Regions from separate parts of the Mus musculus genome. Here region 2 is linked to region 1. Evidence: chromatin contacts called from public Hi-C data. All regions are on one chromosome and are shown on one strand. The core of a region is the stretch at or near the end of the contact, and the rest is flanking DNA. Distances in the headings are between cores, read along the strand shown.

Region 1 (7,425 bases), core at 1,828-4,327:
CCCATTGACATTTCCACATTCTGGGCTTTAGTGCACAAGCTAGTATCATAAACAGGAGTCTTTCTCTCTCTCTCTCTCTCTCTCTCTCTCTCTCTCTCTCTCTCTCTCTCTCACACACACACACACACACACACACACACACACACACCCCTCTATGTCTGCCCACTGTCTTTTCTCTATAATACAGAGTTTTCTGGTAGTTAGCTTTTTACGTATTTTGTCCAGGATTTTCCATTGTAACTAGCAGAAGTAGTGGGGTGTCCTTATTCCATTTGTCTGGGATTCTAAGTCCTGTTTTTCAAGTATCCACCAGAAAATGGAGTGTCAGAGTAAACTTATCCATGCCAACCGAAGCTCCCTGATGCTACAACTGGAATTTGACTGCTTCCCTGTCAGACAGAAGGTCTGTGTCTTAGGCTACACTTTGGGTATCCAGACAGCATCTCTGTACTAAACATAGAAAGTTGATCAGTTTTGGTTTTATTTATTATTTTCATGTCACATGAGAGGAAAGTTGCTTCTTTTCTGTCAGGAAGCTAATTCATTAGATACTAGCACTGGTGCGTTTGGGGAGTGGCCAGTCAAAGCAATGAGCAACCAGGAGTCTCCCCACACTCAGAGGAGGTCATGTGAGAGACATTTGCAGTATTCCACTTGCAAATGAAATGTCAGTAAGAGGCTGAGTAATGAGATATTTTTCGTTGAAGGGCAAGCTCCAGCTCGGTTCACGTGTGGCGGGACCACACCTTCGCTAGAGAGAGGCTATGTCATTGTTACAAACCGCACCTGCACTTTCTAACTCTCTACTAAGCAAGGCCAGCTTGGCTTGGAATTGGAATACAAATGGGATCCAGCAGCCCACTTCAGGCAGTAGCAGCAAGCAAAGCAGAAAGCTCTGTGGGTGGAAGCAAGCCCCGGGTCCCTGTGGATTTGTAAGGAAGGCCGTGAGGGGTGTGAACTTCAGTCTGTCACCCACATCTAATCATCACTTCGGCATTAACCTGCTGGGGAAGCCTGGCAAAGGGGCCCAGCGATTGTGAGCATCAGGAATGCCACCTGCTAGGCAGTGCTGGGGATGCCCTCTGCTGAGAAGCACGAGTCTCTTTTCCTAAGCTGCGGTGCCAAAGCCTGCAGAGGGAACGGAGCTGAGCACCCTTGGCTTGCCACCCTCACAGAGCACGGTTTCTCGGCTCTCTTGGTGTTAAGTGAAATTTGCATTTCTGCTGCTGCTGTGTCTTGACAGCCAACATTTCTCTGTGTGTTTTTGGTGTGGAAAACGATCGTCCCACAATTGGCATGGTGAGACTCTTCCTTAGGCGAGGTATTTCCTTTGAGACTAAACTGCCATTTGTACTGTTTTGTTGTTTGAGACAACACATTGCCAGGCTGCTCAGGAAACAGAACTGAGGAGGCAGGCAAAGGTTTTTTTGTTTTGTTTTGTTTTGTTTTTTCAGGAGTGTGAGAGGCCATTCTCAGGTCTTGCCCAGAGCACTGGAATCAAGGAGCACTGGCAGGGACCTCCCTTGACTCAGGCAGCTGTCAGCTTCAAGCCAGGCCCGGAGGTCACATACATGCCCGCCCTTCACCCTTGCCTCCTGAAAAGCCCTGAAGAAACAGCCCTTCCAGAGGAATGCAGGGTCGGAACAAAAGATGTGAGCTAGCTTTCTCTCTAACTCCAGGGGGAGCTCGGAGCACCTCGCATTCTGTCCTATGGGCGTTCTCGTTTTCATTCTCTGTGGGCTTGGATTGTGTTTCTGAGGAACACAGCTGGAATAAGCACTGGGTTTTGAAAATACAGGCACACACATCTGCCAAGGATATAGCATGAAATGATTTTGTTGTGTGGTGTTTGATAACTGCACCCTGAGAGGTAAAGACTTTACCTCCAGATACTATTGGTTATTCTTTTGTTTTGTTTTGCTGTTTGTTTGTTTGTTTGTTTACCAAAACCCAGCTCCAGGAGGTATCCCTGTGATTCTGCTGTCTCTGCAGCTCCCCATGAAGTCATGTTCCTATCAAGACATGTTCCTATCAAATGCAAACAGGTGTCCTGTGGGACTGACCAACACTATAGCCTTTCAAGGTGAGACAGGCCTCGTCACCCACTCCCTCTGCCTCAATGCCACTCCCCACTAATGGAGCCACACAAATACTTCAGAACCATTAAATCAAGCACGTGGAAGCTACCAGTGGTGGTTTGAATGAAGATAGCTTCTATAGGCCAACAGGGAGTGGTACTATTAGGAGGTGCGGCCTTGTTGGAGGATATGTCACTGTAGGTGGATTTTGAAGTTTCAGATGCTCAAGCCAGGCCTACTGTTACTCTCTTTTCCCTCTGCCAATCCAGATGTAGAACTCTCAGCTACCTCCCCAGCACCATGTTTGCCCGCATGCTTCCTGCAGCGATGATAACAGACTAAACCTCTGAACTGTAAGCCAGCCCCAATGAAATGTTTTCCTTTATAAGAGTTGCAGCGGTCATGGTGTCTCTTCACAGCAATAGAAACCCTCACTAAGACATTACCCTTGACCTCTGAGCCATGTTGCCAAGATGAGGCTCCTGAAGAGTCACTAAATGATGGAGAAGATGGATGGGTAAATGCTTGAGTGGTAAGATAGCTGGGTAGATGAATGAACTGGTAGATGGATGAATGAGTGGGAGGATGGGTAGATAGGTGGGTGGACAAATGGATAGATGATAGATGGATGTGTGGTTGGACAAGGAGATGAACGGCAAGGCAGTGGAGTACACTGCTCCATGGTGCCTCGAAGCCCAGTCCACAAGGGAAACTTTCAGCCTTGCTAGCATCAGTGTCCGGTAGGAAAGCCCAGCCTCCCCCACAGCTCTGGCCCTGAATGGTAGATGTAGACGTAATGAGCTGGACTTGGAGCTCTCTCACCCACGCTGACATCTGTGCCTCTCCTTTGGCTCATACAAGAATATGGCCTCTCCTGGAAAAGGAAGAGACTTCATTGGAAAAGGCCCCTGGCCATGCACCAAGGCATGGAGCTAGTCTACGCCAAAGCCAAGACCAACCCGTTACCCCTGCCCTATTCTCTAGGTAAAAAATGAGTCATCAGAAGGAAAAGGAAACAAATCTGTTGTGCTGGCACTTAGTCTCTCTCCCAGTGAACCCCAGCAGCGATGGGAACACCAGTGTTAAGAATGAATGCCAAGCTAAGCCCCTCCCTTCCCAGCTGTCAGGCAGCAGAGCCAAGAGCCCCAGCCTGGCAGTGGGCAGGAGATGGATGGGCGCCAACACATATTTTCTGGCCCTGAGCCTGAGGTCATTGGTTCTGGGACTCACACCAAAGAAACTAGACTGCAGGACTCAGGGTGCACGTGGCTTAGAGCAAGCTCTTCTTTGGGGACTAGACTATCTTCAGTGACCAATCCATCACTGGCACGTGTCATAAGGAACGTGCTCTAAGCTGGATGGTGAAATCAGCCAGTTCCTTCTGGAGGAGAAGAGCCACTGAGTCCAGAAAAGACTCTCCTGGGAGAGGTACAACAGTCTCCACATTTTAAAAAATAATTTATTTAATTTTATTTTATGTGCATTGGTGTTTTTGTCTACATTCTTGGGAGTAGGGGGTGTCAGATCCCAGGCACTTGCCATGTTGACGCTGGGAATCGAACCCCAGTCCTCTGGAAGATCAATCAGTGCTCTTAACCACCAAGCCACCTCGCCAGCCCCAACACTCGCCAACTTTAACTTGCCAGATTCTATGGTACCAAACCTTTCTTCTTGTCACCTTGTCGTACCTGCTGGTTTGGGGAAATCAGAAGAGATTTCTAGACTATTCTGCTCATATTTCAGGCTGAAATGCATGAGATGGGATAGAAGATCATTCCCACCATTCTGATAGTTCTCCAGGGAGTTGTGTGCACATGTGTGAGCATGTGTTTGTGTACACACACTTATACACCCACACACCCACACTTGGATCTCAGAGCTAGACAAAGTCCTAGTGATCCAGATCTGAGTCATCACACCCAGGGTGGCCGCTTCACTTCTTTCTGAAATGTAAGCTATGGGAGTTAGAAAGACCGCCCTCCCCCTCCTCATACCTCTCCCCCCCCCCCAACTCTCCTCCCCCCAGTCCCCAGACATTGCATCTGCAGGCCAGCTGTCGCCATTATCCTCACTAGGGGACCCCTTCCAGCAGTCACCTCCATGAGTTCCCCACCCTGGAAGATTGACGAGGAAGAGGGAAGAGGCTGCAGAGCTGCCTCAAGGGAGAGACAGCCCATCCTGGCCTCCAATTTGAAACAAGATGAACACTTTGAGAGTTCTCCTAGCCAGGGTAGTATGGGCTAGGTGGGAGGTGGACTGAATTCCCAATCCAACTGACAGTATGAACAGTGGGTAAAGTGACCTTTTAGAAGCTCCCTGACCTCTGTTTTACTCTTTCATCCATCCATAGTCCTAGTGGCCCTCCGGTGGCACCTGAGTCCCTTTGTGTACAGTGCAGGAGTGCAGGAGGCACACCCTGTCCTTGTCAGGTGAAGATGGGATACGACCAGCTGGAGGACAGACTGAGGAGGCCTCCCCGTCACCGTCAGCTCTCCGAGCCGAAGGCTCTGCTCTCACAGATCCAAGAAGGGCCTTTTGAATTTTCCTCTGCTGGGTAGAGGGATACAGATCCTTCCCACACATTCTGTACAGCTCAGAAAATCCTCTACAGCACTCAGGGTGTTTTGTTTTGTTTTGTGTTTTGTTTTGTTTGAGTTGAGTACTCAAAATATCCAGCAGAGATGGATAAAGAAACCTCTCTAAGGTAGTCAATTGGCATGCTCCACTGGGCAAAACAGCACCCCTTCAGGTGAGTCTTCCAAGGAAAACCAAATAGCAAACAGACAGAGGTAACATCATCAAATGTATGGGCATGACATCCAGCAGAAACTAACTAGGGAAGCTGAGACAGTCTACTGGAGTTCTGGACTAAACTTTCTCTCAATGAGTGACCTTCCTTCTACCTTCTCTTCCCCACTTCAGAAAATTTCATACCGTGGGATAAACAAGAGGAGCCTCTGTTGGGTGTTGGGAAAGTTTCCCTGGGCTGTTTCCTTGTTCTCTCCTTTCTGCCACAGGGGTCAGCCCATCCCCAGATGAAAGGTCTTAGAGAGAGAGAAAGAGAGAGAGAGAGAGAGAGAGAGAGAGAGCACTTTACATATCCATGCTTGAGTCTGAAGTCTGGGGTGGGTGAGCAGGGCATCAGACTTTCATAGTTAGTTTCTCAGTGAGCTCAAAAAGCCCATGGCAGCAGCTGTGACATGAGAGACCGAGGAAAGTGAAGATACACCAGAAAACAAGACCAAGGAACGAGGTGAAGGTCATAACTGCCTGAATCTCTACCACCTCATTAACTGCCAGTGTCTCCCATTGGCCAAGCCCAGCCGCAGCCCAGAAGCCAGGATCGTGGCAATGCAGAACCTTCCCTGAACAATATAGACAACAAACCTGGCAACATTGTCACCTGGTGTCCTGCTCTTGGAATGGCCTTTCCTGTTTGCTGTCACAAGGTCTAATACGCATTGCCATAAGCCTGCCTTGGCAAATCTCTTCTGGCTCCCTTCATTGTGGGAGCTCTTTGTGTGTGCTATGTGCTTTCCACCTGGTCCGGCTCTTCCCCTGTGTCCCACTCACCCACTACTACTGCATCAGAAGCCACCAAACATAGTGGCCCAGCACAGCAGAGTCACCTAATAGTTTTCATGGCCTGACATTGATCCAGCTTCTCTGCTCTCATTTGAAGTCTCCCATAGGCTACCCTTTGGGATCTCCACAGGTTACCCACCTATGGCGTTCCTCAGCTACTCAGGCAGGAGCCTCAGGAGAGACCAGTGTAGAAGATCAGGAGAGAAGGCGAGGTCATCTTCTGGGAGCACATACTGAAAGGTCGTGCTGTGTTCCTTCTGTTGAACTGTGCTCATCAGACACAGCACAGTAACTCCACTCAGCTTCCAGAAGGGGAAAACTAGACTCTTGTGGGAACAAGTGGCATCGATTACTGTAGATCCACCTGTGACCAGTCCTTATCCATACCACCCACACCCTCTTTGGGCCCACAAGGCAGAACAAAACAACTCTACAGACTCCTTTCCTCATACTCCATACAGTGGGTACCAAGGCTTGGAGACTCCAACCCCTTGAATGCCTCCAACACGTCACTAGTGGCTACACTTAGCTTTCATTGTCTCCTCCCGGTCACCCTCCTCCTCTGCAGTGTCCCCAACCATCCCTGGGATACACTCAAACCATCCACACTCCTGCACTCTCCTGACTGGAGCCTGAAGCCTGCTTGTCTCCCTCAAGGGATGCTGGAACATAGGTCTTCCACTAGTCTCTTCTGTAGTCTCAAGACGAGATGATGACAGGATAGGGACGGGGCAGCAGTGGGGAGGATGTGGAGGAGGGTGGAGGATCTTTGATTGTTTGTGGAAGGCATTCTCTCTCCAGAGGCCTGAGATAGTCTCTTAGGCTTCACATTCTACGTCTGAATGCTGGGATTTGCAAAGAAATTGTTACTGGAGAGACAAATGACAACTTTCGTCATTTTCTTGCTTCTAACTTATCATTTAAATATGCGTGTCTAGATTTCCGAGTGTCATCTCGTGAAGGAACTATTCTTACTGTTAAGGGACATCCATGCTAAAATTGTGCACGACTCAGACAGAGGAGACAGACACAGGGAGAGTCACTATGCTTTTCTTTTTTTGGTAAGAGTTGGGGGAAGCGCAGCAGAAGGACAGAAAATAGAAAAGAATAAAGAGAGATCAGCACTGTGGCAGATGGAAATCGTCAGGCGGCAGCAGCAAAGAGCTTGACGGGATGTGTCTCCAAGGAGAAGGGACTTCAGAGCTGCACGACCATTTATTTTATGTTTTTGCATCTGAAACTAGCCATTTTATGCACCGGATAAAAATCAAAGACAATCAGACCAAACTAGTTTTAATTTGGGACTTCGAATGTGATCCTTCCACAGAGAACTCCCTCTCACGACATCTGAAATCACCAGCTCACTGAAGGGAGCTGCAGAGCCATCAGCCTAGATAAGTGTGAACTTATTGCTTGTCAGAAAGAAGATGCTGATAAGATCCCCTCTCCTCTCAGGGGAATTAGGAAGTCTAGACGAGATGCAGATTAATGGCACACCCAAGGAGCATTCCTTATGGTTGTTCCTGGTTTACAGTTGGTCCAGCTTTGGACTGAGAAGGTTTGCAAGCAATGAGGGGCACAGCAAGCATCCTAAGAGCCGACTTCTCTTGATGTGTTTTCCAGAGTGAAAGCTGTCTGTTCGTTTGTTACCTAGTCCGTAAGCCTGAAGCAAAGGGGGCAGAGCAAAGTCTAGGAAGCTGTGCTGCGCATGTGTGCTGAGATTTCCTCTTCTCCAGATCTCTGTCCTTTGCCAATCTGGTCC
Region 2 (7,425 bases), core at 2,201-4,700, 620 kb before region 1:
TTCTGTATTTTTTAGAGGAAAAATCCCACTCAAATAAGAAATGGGGAAACAGCTTATTTGATTATTTGGGATAATATGTATTAGAGATGAATGAACTTATTTTCAAAGAGATGCTTTTAATGTACTAAGTATTATCATCACAGATGAAAAAAATGAGAATCAGAAAATGTTTTAAAACAGCAGTTCCTTGCAAGGGCACAGGGAAATGCTGCCCCACACACTGCTGGAATAGATTCAAATCAGGACCCCCTCCTCCTTTTTTTTCTGGAGGATAATTTGACAATGTGTTCAAAGCATGGAAATCATAGAGAAGCTTGAGTTCAGAAGCTTGAGTTTTATAAATTATTCTAAAGGAGTAATTGCAGATGTGTACAAAAAAAAAATATGTACTATCTTGCTCACTGGAGCCTGAATGACGATCTGAAGAAATTTGGAGCAGGAGGCAGGACTCATGGTTGAGAGCATTTGCCATCTTGCAGAGGATTAGGTTCAGTTCCCAGAACCCATACATAGCAACGTACAGGCAGTTGCTAACTCTAGTCCCAGGTGACCTGGCACCCTCTTTCTGCTTCTGTGGGCACTAGGCTTTCATTCAATTAACCCCCCCACACACACACACGTATATACACACACACAAATATATGCAAAATACTCATTCACAAAAATAAAAATACATAAAAGCTATGAGAAAGGAATTATATCAAATAAGTACCCTTTATGCTTTGCTTGATTTTTGGTTTGTCCTCTAGATCAGTGATTGGCAAACTTTCCTCAGAAATGCACCTTATATTAATTATTTTACAATTTGCAAGCTATATCACATCTGTTGCCACTATTCAATGTTATCATTGTAGTGAAAAGACAGCCACAGATCATCCAGACATAAATGAACATGGCTGTGGGCCAACAAAACTGTTTCCCAAAACAGGCAGAAGGTAGGATTTGGTACATGAGCCATACTTGGCTGTCCTCTGATGCAGACTTGATGAAACTCCTTATTTGCAAGATATGTCCTAGACACCTTGTCTAGTAACAAGGCACCTATGATCAGAAACGAAAAGAAAATATGAAAAGTAAGTACAGGCTCATGTGCAAGGGCCGAGGCAATCAAGACAGGATAGAACTTAGTCCTTAAGGCCAGGGAAGCAATGTCTAATGTAACCAGAAATGTTTGGAATGTGGCAGGAGGTAGTTAGTGGACAGGGCATCAACAAGAAAGACAAAATTGTGCAATGGCCTAGAAGAACAGATTTCTCCTGTGGCTTTTATATGGCTTGCGACTTGGGACATTGACAATGGCTGGTAAAGGAATGAAAATTACAGACACGTGGACACAGACAAGCTGGAATGGGGTGGTCTGGGATCTCTAATGATAAAGTCACAGCACCCTGGAAGCCCAGTGTGTTTATTATGTGCAATTGAATACAGAGGTAGGGTTATTACACACAGATGAACAGGGAGGCAGTTTTTATGGTAGACAGCTAGATCAAGGAGACAGGTTCAGTTCATCTTAGTAGGAGCAGTCTCTCTGTAGGGTAACAGTCTTCAGGCCTTAAACATGGGTGGAGGGAAAAAGCTAAAATGGACATTTTCTGCACACGTTATCAATAGTCATATTCAGACCAAGAGGGAAGTCTTGCCATTTTCTAGAGCTCAGCCTGGAGAGGCCTTTGCTATTTTTCCATTTAATCCTTGACGAGAGAAGCTCTGGTCAATACATACTCTCAGCACTTCGCAGACTCAAGGCATCCTTCACTCATTATAGAGACGATGTGTGGTTTCTCACAGCCCTGTAGCACTTACATAGCACAGTAAGAGTCTACAGAGACTCAGAGATGATAGGACCTGCTACAAAATCGCCTTTCAATATATATATATGAATACCAGTCACCATGCCTAAGTGCTCTGTTGAAGTCCTAACAAAGATCAAAGACAGCTGTACATCCACAGATGTGTAGCATCTGGCTCTGTGCATTTTCAGAGGCTGTGAGATGCCATCCAGCGACCTAACTTCTGTAAAATGGGACTTTACAAAAGACAGGACAGAGGAAAAGTTCCAGAAAGACACATCATGGAAACAAGTGGTTGAAATTTCCCATGTCTAGGAAACAGGATGGTCAGAAATAGGATGCTTAGCAGTCGCCAGTGAAATTCAACATAAAAAGGAGCTCACCAAGATATCGCTTATACCACTACCCAAGACAGGAAAAGGTAAGAATACCATCCTATGTTCAAGGGAATCCTCACACAGCTGTCAGCAGGTTCTCATCAGGAGAATCCATCAGGTCAGAAGAGCTTGGGGCCACAATGTCACATAGCTACACAGATGACCATGGTTGGTGCCAGGAGATTATTTTGCCAATAGCATTATGGCTAACGTTTGTGTAAGAACACTCCATGATGTTTGTGCAGTGACAGAGTAAAGACACATTTCTCAGATTTCATCCCTGCTACTAAGTGGGAAGTCTGTATTAAAATGCCAGTCAAAAGAAAACAATGAGTATTTTGACAAACGGAATACTTCACCTACCAATGCTTGCTCTCAGAAATGAGAGAGGAAGAAATAAAAACTTGCTCAGACAGAGAAAGCTAAGGAAGTTCAATAGAACTGGGTCTCCCTTACAGATACAACTATAGGAAATTCCTTCATCTGATTAAAAGGCTGCCGATTACTAACATAAATCATAAGAAGATAAAAACACGAATAATGTAAGTAGTGGGCGATTGCACTCAGAATGATGCAATATTGCAAACATAGAGAACAAAAGAATGATGTCTCTGGCATACAAGTTAAAGATAAAACTATTATAAGCAACAGCAGCTACAACAAATTCTTACAAGATATAAATAATTAAACTGTATTAATTTTGACATTGGCAACAGCATGAGAAGTGACAGTATAATGTTTTCATATGTGATGAAAGATCTTATTAACTTAACACTGATTGCTGTAAGTATAAGATGTTTTGTGTAAGCTGAATAGTATACGAAGCTAAATTTTCTGGTAGTTGCAAAGTCAAAAGAAATGAACGCAAACCATTCCATCAAAGGGAACTATCACAGAGGAAAGTAGTGATAGAGAGAAAAGAAACCACAAAGTATCTACAAGGTAGTGGGAAAACACATTATAAAATTATGCAAGCCTTACTAATTTAATTGATTAAATTCTTTACTCAAAAGACAGGCATTTAAAGGTACAATTGCAGTCTGGAAGTTGTAGCTGACTGATCCAGTGGAGGAGAAAGTCAGGCTAAAAAATAAGTGTAGTCAAGAGAAAGAGAGAGAATGCATTAGAGACCCACAAGGAGAGCAGAAGGTCACCTGGCAAGCATAGACAGATGGGTGGCCCATCTTGTGACAGTTAATCTGCATGTCAACCTGATTGGATCTTACATTACCTAGGAGACAGACCTCTGGGAATATCCACAGGGGATGTTTCCAGGAAGGTTAAATAAGGAGGGAAAATATACTCTGAATGTGGTTGGCACCATCTCATGGGCTGGGGGCCTGGACTGAATAAATAGAAGGAATGACCTAATACTCATTTCTATTTCTTGGCTTTGGACCCAGTGTGCCCAGCCACCCTCCACTCCTGCCATTGTGTCTTCTCGCCACAATAAACCAGAACAAACCCTCCTTTAATTTTGTTTCATCAGGCATTTTGTTAAAGCAATGAAAAAGTTCTAAAAAACCCACAAAAACAAAACTGAACACAGATCCACCTATACAGCTTGCAATGCAGTGGGGAGAAGTAGAAACTTTTTCTAAATGTAAATCAGATGAGAAATAGTCCTACCCCTCAGGAAAATCCCACAGCCCTCACTAACCGCAAGTCTGTTTGTGATTTCTGGTGAAACAGTAATTCTTGTGGTGGAGAGAAATCCCACCACATGTCAAAGGATGCAGGCATCAAGAGTACATCTTCATGGCACAAGGAAGAAAAGCCCTGCTTTGGACAAGGGTATACCCTAACAACTAGTAACCCTAGAGTTTGAGGGACTAGTACTGTGACCAACAGGTGATAAACCTTTGAAGTCATCCAGCTGCCATTCACCACTATAGAGCCTAAGAACACAATGATAAAAGGGTGCTTGATATACACAGCTGCATCTGTCAGGCAGGATACTCGCATCTTACAGCCACAGAGACAGGTCCTCTTATAGGACTTAGGTAGTATTTGCGTACTATGGTTGCTTCCCATAATCCAACATATTTGGGAGATGCCAAAAAGCAGAACATATGCCAGGAGTATGATTTGGTGTGTCTCAAGAAGGTGGAAGGAATTTATCAAGCTCAGTCTGCATAGCTAAGTGGGGCCAAAAGCCCCTGATGCACGGAGAAGGTGCTTGAGTGAAGATGGTTTTGATAAACACTGGGCTCAGGGCAGCATGAGTACAACCTTGCGGAAGAGTGCAAGCTCAGCAGTCTGGCAGTCTGGCAGTCTCCAAATTAAGGACTTATAAAGAAAACAAACACTCTAATAGCTCTTTTTTAACCCTTATGACAGTCCTCTCTTGTCATCTCAGTTCCAGCAATACATATAATCCATTGTATTTAAAATTTTCATATTTATAATTTTGTTTGGTTTCACGCATTTAACTTTTAGATTTATTTTCTTTTCATTGTAGGAAATGTGTCTTCTTTTCCTTGTTTTTTCTTCCTTTTTCCTTTATTATATACCTTCTACCTTTTCTTTTTCTGCTGCATTTTAGGTGGAATATTTACTTTACCTTATTGGTTTTCTTTTTAAATGCTTACACATGCTCTTAATTTTCATTTATACATTTATCTAATTTTGGCTTTGGAGTGTTTTTTATTATTGATAAATCTCTTTATCTTCTTTTTGCTTCATTTAAAATTTTCTAACTCTTCATCTTTCTTCTTCCTTTCCTTAAAATCCGTCCCCCTTTCATTTTCCTTTCTTTTATTTAATCTTGTTTCATCTCTACTTCTCTCTCTCTGTCTCTTTCTCTCTGCCTCTTCTATTTACCACATTAATTTATTATTTCCACAGTTTGCTTTAACTTTATTTTCTCATTTTTGGTTTAACAGTCATTGGTTATAATAATTTCAATTTTATAACTACATCTTTTTTGATTTTATGTTGGTTCAGCTACAGCAATTTGTTTTCTTCTGTCTGTGTGGTATTGGGGATACAGCCTTCAAAAGCACCCTTCTCAATGAGATGATTTCCCAAATAAAACCAGAAGGGTCATCCAAATTGCAACACAAAGTCACAAAAACATGAAAAAGGAAAGCAATATGTTTTCTTCAAAAGCTCACAGCTCAACTACAGAACCAATAGCAATAAAACAAATTAAAATTTTAAATATTTGCCTATAAAAATAATCAATCCCTTGAAAGTGAGTAGAAAAAAATAGGTGAATTCAAATAGAGGGCCAGAAGTCAGAACCCAGAGAGAACAGCAAGCAAATAACAAAGAACCAGCAGCAAATAAATCAAAAAACAAATAGACATTCTTAAAATGAATATTTCAATGAATCACAAAGAACAGCAAAAGCATTGGCAATACACTCAGCTATGAAGAAGAAAGATTGTCAGGGATGGAAAACGGAGTCAAGAAAATGCTATATTCAAATATTAGTAAGTATAAAAATATATAAACAAGTATGACCACAGTATCAAAAATTCCATGATAGCATAGAAACCAAACCTAAAATTCAATGGACTAGAAGAAGGAACTGGGGTAAATATTCAAAGTATAGACAATTTACTCAATTAAATTATAAAAGAAATTTCTCCAAGTCTATAGAAATAGATATCCAAATAAAAGAGGGATTTCATTACTCAATGAAGCATGCCAAGAGAAGTACTTGTTCTTGACATATTATAGTCAAGATAAAAAAAAAAAAACACAAAGCAAAATCAAAAAGGTCTCAAATAAATAACAAAAGGATGCAACTCAGATCCTTAGAAAATAGATCATGTCAAACCTGAAAGCAGTTGATACCAAAAATATGATGAGGATAGGACAGAAATGAGTGGAGAACAAATAGAATTGAGCATTTATATCAATGCCTGTTCGAAAAGTCTATAAACTAGCAAAACTTACTAAAGAGGAGGAGGAAGAAGGGTAAGAAGAAAGAGAAGAAGAAAAAGAAGAAGAAGAAGAAGAAGAAGAAGAAGAAGAGGAGGAGGAGGAGGAGGAGGAGGAGGAGGAGGAGGAGGAGGAGGAAAGTAACAGAATCAAGAGACAATCTACAGAGCAGGAGAAAAATCTTTGTCAACTACACATTCTGTCAAGGACTTAACATCTAGAATATACAAGGAACTAAAAAATTTAAACACAAAAAAAATTATTCAATTGAAAATAAATTGACTAATGAACCTAATAGGAAGTTTTCAATAAAAGAAACACAAATGCTATTTCTGGGCACAACGTGGTTACCATAATCATTAACTCACAGCATCTGTGGTTACCATGCAAGACCTACACAAGATTAAGTTGGTCAATATTCAGCAAGGAAGGATGAGGGGCTTCCTAGTCTCCACCCCCATCTGAGATGTTACTGGCAGTACATAGTTCCTGGAGGACGGAAGACCATTCTCTATTAGAATATGGTGCCTGGTAGGTTTCCCATGCTCTCGTGGTTGGCCCTATAACCATGCACATATGGGTAACACCAACTTAAGTTAGTGAGTTATAAGAAAAGACATGAACTTGGGAAAGAACATGATGAGGAAATATGGGGAGAATTGGAAAGGGAAAGGAAGATATGATTAGATATGATAATGAAGAACACATGTATACATTTCAAAACAAAAACTAAATTATTTCTTTTTTATTTTATTTTATTTTATTTATAAGTTAATTTATTTTTTACACTCCATATTCTATTCCCAAACTCCACCTCCAATCCACCCTCCAACTGCTCCACATTCCACGCGTCCTTCCCACCCCATGTCTCCACATGGCTACCCTCATCCCCACCCCACCTGATCTCCAAACTCCCTGGGGCCCCCATACTCGAGGGTTAGGTGCATCATCTATGAATGGACACAGACCCGGAAGTCCTCTACTGTATGTGTGTTGGGGCCGCATATCAGCTGGTGTATGCTGTCTGTTTGGTGGTCCAGTGTTTGAGAGATCTTGGGGGTCCAGATTAATTGAAACTGCTGGTCCTCCTACAGGATCGCCCTTCCCTTCAGCCTCTTTCAGCCTCCCCTAATTTAACAACAGGGGTCAGCAGCTTCTGCCCATTGGTTGGGTGCAAATATCTGTGCCCCCCGAAAGACCCAACAAGCAGTTGAAAAAAACTAAACTATTTCTTACAAAGAAATACAAATGGTCAAGAAATACTTGGAAAAGAATTCAATTCCTGAGCTACCAGAGAGATGCAGATTTCTTTGTGATCTGTCTTACCATACGAGGAATGCTGGCCATCAACAATACAGAGTACAAAA

The links. Hi-C and Micro-C count contacts between places; a contact is called where the count stands out from the background.
Region 2: a contact with region 1 is called in a Hi-C map of cerebellum, with 1.5 times the contacts expected there. The contact joins two enhancer-like sites. A contact is called at or near these places in 1 of 484 Hi-C or Micro-C datasets (cerebellum) and 1 of 115 datasets of contacts at active chromatin or transcription factors (embryonic stem cells).

Annotation. Positions count from the first base shown.
Region 1 is chr4:33,520,478-33,527,902 of GRCm38.p6, reverse strand. It overlaps Gm52726 (a long non-coding RNA gene), which reads right to left. Exons shown (of 3, transcript XR_003955376.1): 3 at 6,682-7,425. Among named protein-coding and RNA genes, the nearest start is that of Gm52726, 15 kb to the right of the region's middle. Within about 2 kb of position 3,077, at least 35 of the 459 cell types and tissues checked have an H3K27ac peak or open chromatin away from gene starts, as enhancers often do. A contact at or near this core is called in cerebellum, where this site is marked.
Region 2 is chr4:34,142,641-34,150,065 of GRCm38.p6, reverse strand. No RefSeq gene overlaps it. Among named protein-coding and RNA genes, the nearest start is that of Gm25623, 60 kb to the right of the region's middle. Within about 2 kb of position 3,450, at least 5 of the 459 cell types and tissues checked have an H3K27ac peak or open chromatin away from gene starts, as enhancers often do. A contact at or near this core is called in cerebellum, where this site is marked.